Linked DNA regions of Gossypium hirsutum: region 2 is linked to region 1. The links are chromatin contacts, called in public Hi-C maps. All regions are on one chromosome and are shown on one strand. Each heading gives the region's core, a stretch centred on a gene start, on an enhancer-like site or on the middle of the called end of the contact. The rest is flanking DNA. Distances are from core to core; before and after follow the strand shown. Region 1 holds the start of LOC107918056 (telomere repeat-binding protein 3). Region 2 holds the start of LOC121225549 (protein phosphatase 2C 37).

The links. A called contact is a pair of places that touch in the nucleus more often than the background predicts.
Region 2: a Hi-C map of leaf shows a contact between it and region 1, with 2.5 times the contacts expected there. The contact joins the promoter of LOC121225549 here to the promoter of LOC107918056 in region 1. A contact is called at or near these places in 3 of 34 Hi-C or Micro-C datasets (hypocotyl, leaf and petal).

Annotation. Positions count from the first base shown.
Region 1 is chrD13:1,804,512-1,808,055 of Gossypium_hirsutum_v2.1, reverse strand. LOC107918056 (telomere repeat-binding protein 3) reads right to left here and starts at 1,713. Exons shown (of 10, transcript XM_016847556.2): 1 at 1,440-1,713; 2 at 653-803; 3 at 1-536. The coding sequence starts at 733. It overlaps LOC107917260 (probable transcription factor At1g61730), which reads right to left. Exons shown (of 2, transcript XM_041109894.1): 2 at 3,313-3,544. The coding sequence ends at 3,373.
Region 2 is chrD13:1,933,639-1,937,521 of Gossypium_hirsutum_v2.1, reverse strand. It overlaps LOC121225549 (protein phosphatase 2C 37), which reads right to left and starts at 1,886. Exons shown (of 4, transcript XM_041109897.1): 1 at 1,277-1,886; 2 at 855-1,178; 3 at 408-513; 4 at 1-311. The coding sequence starts at 1,750.

The sequences.
Region 1 (3,544 bases), core at 464-2,963:
AATGTCATAGACACTTCTAATGGATCCATTGTGGGGTAATTATTAGTCTCTACCTCTCGTTTAACACCATTCTCACTGATACCATCACACAACTCCCCAAAATTAGGGGAGCAACCATCTAAATTACCAGGAAAGCTCCCATATCCTACATTGCATTTCTGAATTGTATACTTTAAATCATCATTAATTTGCACTGAGCAAGCAGGAGGTGCCTTTGTCAAAGTAGGTTCCAGAATAGCATTGTTTTCAGAATGTTTAGGTTCCTTCGAATTGTCACTGTTTTCAGTGGTCCAATCAGAGGTAACAACACTCGCATCACAGCTTACATGCCCGACGCATTCAGTTTTCAACGGTTTATCATCGTATCGAGTTTCCAGTTTAACATCTTTACCTATAGAAACATGATCATGTCCTGCAGATGCATTGCTAGAAGCAGAGCTTTCACCCTCCTCCAGTAGCTTTCCAGCTAATGAAGCTAACAATTCAAATGCGCATATTCGACCATCTTCAACCACCCTCTTAGTCCGGTCCCTCTTCTGAAACCCCAGAAAAAAAACCCGTCATTTTATTAATCAAGTTGGAAGAAAATTCAACATGATCAAAGCTAGCAGAATATCAACAGAAATCCTTAAATGATACAAAAAAGGCATACCCGAATCGATCGAGGGGCTCGAGGTACATTCGAGACACGAAAGGCATTAAATCCATAATCTAACCTCTTCTTAAACACCATATCTCAGGCATGTATGACAATCCAACTCATCAATCAGAAAGATAATTTAATCTCTCCAGATTCAAATTCTCTGTATGTAAGCCAATCCAAAAATGAAAAACAGAGCATATATCAGCACAATTACAAAGATAATCGCACAAACCTTATAATTAGTTTACAGAAAGGAATCAAATTATTTGTCTTTGTCAAGGAATAATCAGATCAGCAGATCTAGAAGAGGAGAAGAAAAACATAAACCCCAGAAAACAAAATTAAAGAAAACTGAAATCAAATTGCCAGAGTTTAAAAATAAAATTAAAAGAATGAACCAATCAGTTCAGATATCAAAACCCAAAATAGTACACAAGAGAAGATCATAGTTGCGTTAACTTTGATAAAAAAAAATCAAAATTCCGTTAAAATTAATTTCCTCAAGTAGCATTAAATTGCTTGAAAAACTCTCCAAGTCAATCAAGAACTTGAATCATTAAACACACAACAAAATCCCATAAACCTCGAAATTGACCTCGAGTTTTAAATTTGGCATGAATCCAAAGACAAAAACCCAGAACAGATCTCGATCCATAAGCAGTTGAAATCGAAATTCACTTGTGAAAAACACATTTTGCTTCATCATTTGGCATAATTCAATGTAATAAAAGAACTCACTCCCATGAAAAAAGGAAGAAACCAAGAATTCAAGTAAAAATAAAAACCAATAGCTCACCTTTTAAATTGAAATGATCTCCAGTTTCTTAAATCTCAATATACATATATACAGAAAAGAATTTTTTTTTTTAATGAAAATTTTCCTGGGAAAAGTCCTTGAAAAAATTATTGAGAAACAAAGATAAGGGATTTCAAAAAATCCCAAACTAAATTCAATTGAAATTCATTGAAACAAGATCCTTTTTTTTTTTTTTAAGATTGACGTGGTTTCGGATGGTGAAGAAATTTTAAGACAAAAACCCCCTTAAAGAAAACCCACCAAGAAAATAAATAAATAGAAGACAAAGTGCTTAAACCCATATAACTTTGAGCACAAAACCGGATCGACCGGTCAATTAGAGATGGTTTACCGGCAATAGAAGGTAACTAAAACCCCTCCCCTTCGCTCTAGTTGTGACCGGTTCTTAATTCCTTTCTTTGAATCTAAAAATCAGATAGTACTTCCACGTGGACCAATCATGATTTTAGAAACAATTGTTTTAAGACCCATATTTTCCGTTAAATGTTAATATTGTAAGAAGTATTTTGTAAGGAATATTTTAAGGGTAAACTATTAAAATAGTCACTTTTATTTGTCTCAGATTATATTATTACGTTATAGTATTTTAGTCACTGAACCCTTAATTGTTGTTAACAGTGTAACCGTAAGCTGACGTGGTACAATAAATAATCATTTTAAACAAAATTTATGTTAATTTATACAATTGATCCCTATATTTTTTTCGTTTTGAGCAATTTAATTTTTTTCTTTATATTTTTTTAACTTTCCTTTTTTTTCTCCCTCTATTTTTCTCCCTTCTCCATTTTTTTAAACGTAATTTTTCTATGTTTTCCATTTGTTAAAACTAGTCCTTATACTTTTGTTTTTTTTTAACAATTTAATTTTTTCGAGTGAGGCGAGCTTGTGGATTAGTTTTAACAAAGGGAAAACATAAAAAATTTACGTTAAAAGAAATAAAGAAGGGAGGAAAATAGGGGAAGAAACGAAAGAGAATAGAAATTAAAAAATATATATATGATGTAAAAATATTTAAATTTAATATTACCTTGATGATCTGATTACATATATGATATTATTACAAAGCAATTTAATTTGATTTATATATTTAAGTAAATATCCATTTTAAACCTAAGTTACTTCTATATATAAAATTAAAAATCAAGATTAATAGCATAAAATTTTAGGGGTAAAATTTAGTCACATAAATGTTGTGCGGTAAATTTAATCATATTCTTAAAGTGTAATGATAAATATTAATATTAATCAAAATAAAATATAGTGGTAAATTTACATGTTAACCCTTTATATTTAGATAAAATTGTTAAAATTTAAAATTAAAATTTGAATATATAAGCTCTTTAGTACCTTAAATTTCAATACCATGTAATGTAATAAATTATCAATTTTGATTTAAATTTATCTTACATTTTTTAATTTAAAATTTAAAATAAGTAGTGAATTTAACATTTAAATTTATGGTCTAAATTTTAAAACAAATTGAATGGTAATGGAACAAAAATGATGGGGAGGTTTAAGCCAAATAGCAGCAGATTTCTGAACATGTTCAGTCGCTGATATGCACAAACGAAGTGCACCCATTTCGGAACATCAAAAGGTGACCAATAGCAGCTTGATTTACAAGTGAGGAAATACCTAATTTAGCAGGAATCTTTGGTAAATGGCAGCAAAATGGCAATACTTGGGAGGTGAAGCAAGTATCAGCGAACTGATTAAAGGAGGACAAATTTAAGAGATATGGCAGCGGCAGCAGTTTATGGAGCAAAGTAAGCACCGAATCAAGGCCAATTGAGGCTTGCGGCAGACAGACAAACAAATGAGACAGAAATAAAAAAGGATTAAGCAATTAACATAACAAAATATGCTTAACAGAGATAGAACTCCATAAGTTACTCTCTATGCATAATAACCACTATTTGTCTTCAGACTTGTAATATTTCAGCAACAACTTTGCTTGCTCAGCAACAAATTCAGTTCGCCTCGCATACGCTTCCAGCTGCGCGACTTGCAATTTCATCCATTTTGCCTCCAAAGCCGCCTTCTTTTCACCATCAACCATATCCAACCCCACCTTTACAACTGCC
Region 2 (3,883 bases), core at 637-3,136, 130 kb before region 1:
CACCACGCTGACATTATCCGCGCTATGTCTAACCAAGGCCAACTTCGTTAACAAAACAGAAGCATCCCAACATTGTTTATCAAAACTTTCGAGTGCACCATTTTTTACCGCCATCTCATTACCTGAAAATCCCGGTGCAAATGATGATTTTCTTGCGCATAAACACATACGCACCACCTTACATGCCATATCATTCGTCACTACATCCCACAACCCATCGCTTCCTAATATCAAACACTCGTCTTCACTTCTTCTTTCTGTTATTGTCACCTCAGGCTTTGGTATAACAAACGGTTTTAAATAATTATCACCTGCAAAAATCAAATCGATAGAAAATTAAAAAAAAAATAAACGAAAGTTTAGAAAAGGAAAAAAGGGAAAAATTATTAAAAAAAAAAAAAACTTACCAATTGCTCTAGACATGGCTAAAACACCAAGAACTCTAGGGCCGTCCCAATAAATTACTTTGCCACCGGCTTCTTCTATTCGGAGCAATTCATCGGGTCGATCCGGCTACAATCGAATAATATGGCAGTACACAAAATTAAAAAAGAGTGCTAAAAATTTATGCATATTATTAAAAAAAATTGTTTGATAAATCAGTAAATATAAATACGGAATATGATTAATTTTTATAAAAATAAATATTGATTTTTTAAAAATTATTTATTTATTAATTTTTAGATATTTTGAATAAAAATAAATATGATAATTTAAATATCTTATTTAAAAAATATATAATTTATTGATAAATAAATATCTCCTTATCTTATTCATAAAAAAAAACATTAAAAATATTAAATGTCATTACACTCTAAATTAAAAACCTCGAAATAAAGAATAAAATGTCTCACCTTGTGATCGTCGGAGAGGGGGAAAGCGGCACCATTTCGACACAAAACAGCGCGAGAATCACCGCAATTAGCAACAATGATCTTATCCGGGGTGATTAGAGCAACTACGGCGGTGGATCCAACGGCGTCGCACTGTGGAGTTCGAAGCTGACATCGGCAGGTAGAACTCTCCTTGGCGTTTACTGTCCATTCTCTAACTTCTTCATCCATCCTCTCAAAGCTTTTCTCCATCGTATTCTTCCACTCCACCGCCTTCAAACCGCCGCATGCTTCGACTTCTTCTTTCACTATCTCGTGAAACCGATCTCTACACTTCATCGCAACCTAAAAAAAAAAAAGAAAATAAATCAGTTATAACAGAACTAATTAAATTTTGTTAATAAAATTGAATTTAAGAAATATTTCAAGATTCGATTTAGTACATGAGTGCAGCCGTGGCCGTCGAAGACGGCGAAGAAGTGAATATCCGACGAAATTTGAACTTGAGAGCTTTGTTTACAAAACGAAGGATGAATCGAAACAGCATCTTCCATATCTCGTCTCCTTCCACAAACAGAAGCCATTCCGAACTTCGGCCGTTCCTTTTCATCTTCCATGGACTTCTCAATCATTAATTTTACTGTTCCATTAGAAAATAGACCTTCGTTCTTAAATCCGTGATCTTTTGAGTTTTGAACCGCGTTATCACAATCCCGAGAAGATACCGGTAGGAATAGATTGCGATCGAGCTTATGGCGTTTCCGATCGTTCTCTAACGGTGGTTGAACAGCAGCGTCAGCTACTATCTTAAACGGACGAAGCTCTAATATCCGACGGCGAGAAGCTCTTAACTTTGGCTCAACCGTAGCTGCCGCCGCTTCACTTTCTCCGACAACTCCACAGTAAGTTCCAGCCATTTTGCTACTAAGTTACTTGAAAACGTTCTTCAGTGATGAACAAAGCTTCCTTGCAAAATCAGATTCCTATTTTTCTTTTTCTAATTTCAGATCGAAAGGGAAGGGGAAGAGGAAGGGGAAGGACCCATAAAAATGGCAGGGAGGCACGGAGAGAGCTTTGGCCTTTTTGTACTGAGAGCACTAGTTTAAGGTGGGGGCCACACCTAAGGCTCGGGCAGTGTGACCGTCACCGTTCGGGTAAACTGACCCGACACGTACAATTTGTGTGACGTCTATTTACTGAATACAAGAAGGTAAATCTGCACCGTCTACTTGATCAGTTTCATTCAGTGAAGGACACGTGTATATAGACATGTGGGCCAATCAGTGAAGAAGGCGAGTTATTGAAGTGACGTGCCCTTTTTCCTGACACGTATGTGGAGAATGGGGACGGACTTGTATTTCTCTTAAACGCTTCTCATTTCAGTTATAATTGGGTTTTAAACGGCTACCAAACACTAAAGATATTTTATTACGGGTGAATTTGGATGAGTGTAAAAATAATGGTGACGGCAGGGATAGTTATTATTGCGATTTTATAATGTAAGATAAAAAATAAGTTAAAAGCATTACGTTGCATTCAACCGTTTATTTAAATTTATTCCTATTAAATTGGGTTATTATCCTATATCGAGTAAAACAAATTAATCCCATTTGTTTTTTAGAATATAATAAAATAAAAAAAATATTTGGTATAGACTCCATAAGTAAAATTAGAGGTTAATAAGTGTCCAAAAAAAATATAATAAAATATTAAAAAAATGAATATTTTTTTATAAGAGGATACATGCCAAAATTTTAAAATTATTCGTAGAATAAAAAAATACACTACCAATAATAGCCAAATAAAATAATAATCAAATAATTAAAATGGACACTTGGCATTATCCTAGATCGCTTATGGAGTTTTTAGACTTTACAAAAAGAAAAATCAAAGGGTGACAAGTGTCTTATAAGGGTATAATAGAATATTAAGAAATAAATATTTGAAGGAAAGATAAGCATGTCAATTTTTTTAATACTAATGGAATAAAAAAAAAGTACATTGCCAATGTACCAAAAATCGACCAGGTGAAAATTTAAAAAAATAATATCTTAGGCACAATGAATAATAACATAATTCATTATTTGCGAAGAATTTATAAATAAATATTAATAATTTTTTGATTTAAAGTTTAAGGTTTTGAATTTAAGGCTTATAGTCTCTAAATAATTATGTTTAAAAAAATTATCGATATTTATTTATAAACCATCAACTATTTATCTTTTTATGAAAAATTATTAATATTCTCTCAAAAATAAATTCAAATAGAATTTTAAAAAATATATTAATCAATAATAAATAAAATTTAATCAACATAAATATTAATACCATCTATAGATACTTAAACCCCGAATTTAGTTGAAAAATGATAAAACAAATTACAAAAATAAAAAATAAAAAATAAAAAATTGGAGGATATTATATAACATAAAATCAATAAAATATGTTTTGTCTTTCTTTTTGGTAGATAAAAGAATAAAGTTTTAAGCTAAGATTAAAGTAGAATTAGTTGCCGTCAAACAATGGGTATGTAGTGCAATGGTTGTCATAATCTAATAAACTCCTCGCACTCTTTGGTAGTTCCTTGTGAATAATCAAATGCTCCATTTCACCTTAGACTTTTTTTGCAATACGATCTGTCACACTATTACTCTCTCTCAATATCTATCAAAGCTTCACTTCCCAATCCTTAAAACACCAGTCTTGAATGAGTCTAATTTCACTACTAATATTATTTGCTATTAGCCCATTCTGAATAATACCAGCACCGAATTATCACTCTCAATCTTTACTCTACAATACCCGTTTTAATATGTTTTATCTTTTATAACCTAAAATCAATAAAATCTCAAATTTATGTAAATATGTAATGCAAACTCGTTTATATTTTTTTTACAGTAAAAGGGGGAAAAAGTTATGTAAATATGTAATGCAAACTCGTTTATATCTTTTATAACCTAAAATCAATAAAATCTTAAATTTATGTAAATTTATGTAAATATGTAATGCAAACTCGTTTATATTCTAGGATATGCTATGTTATTATTATC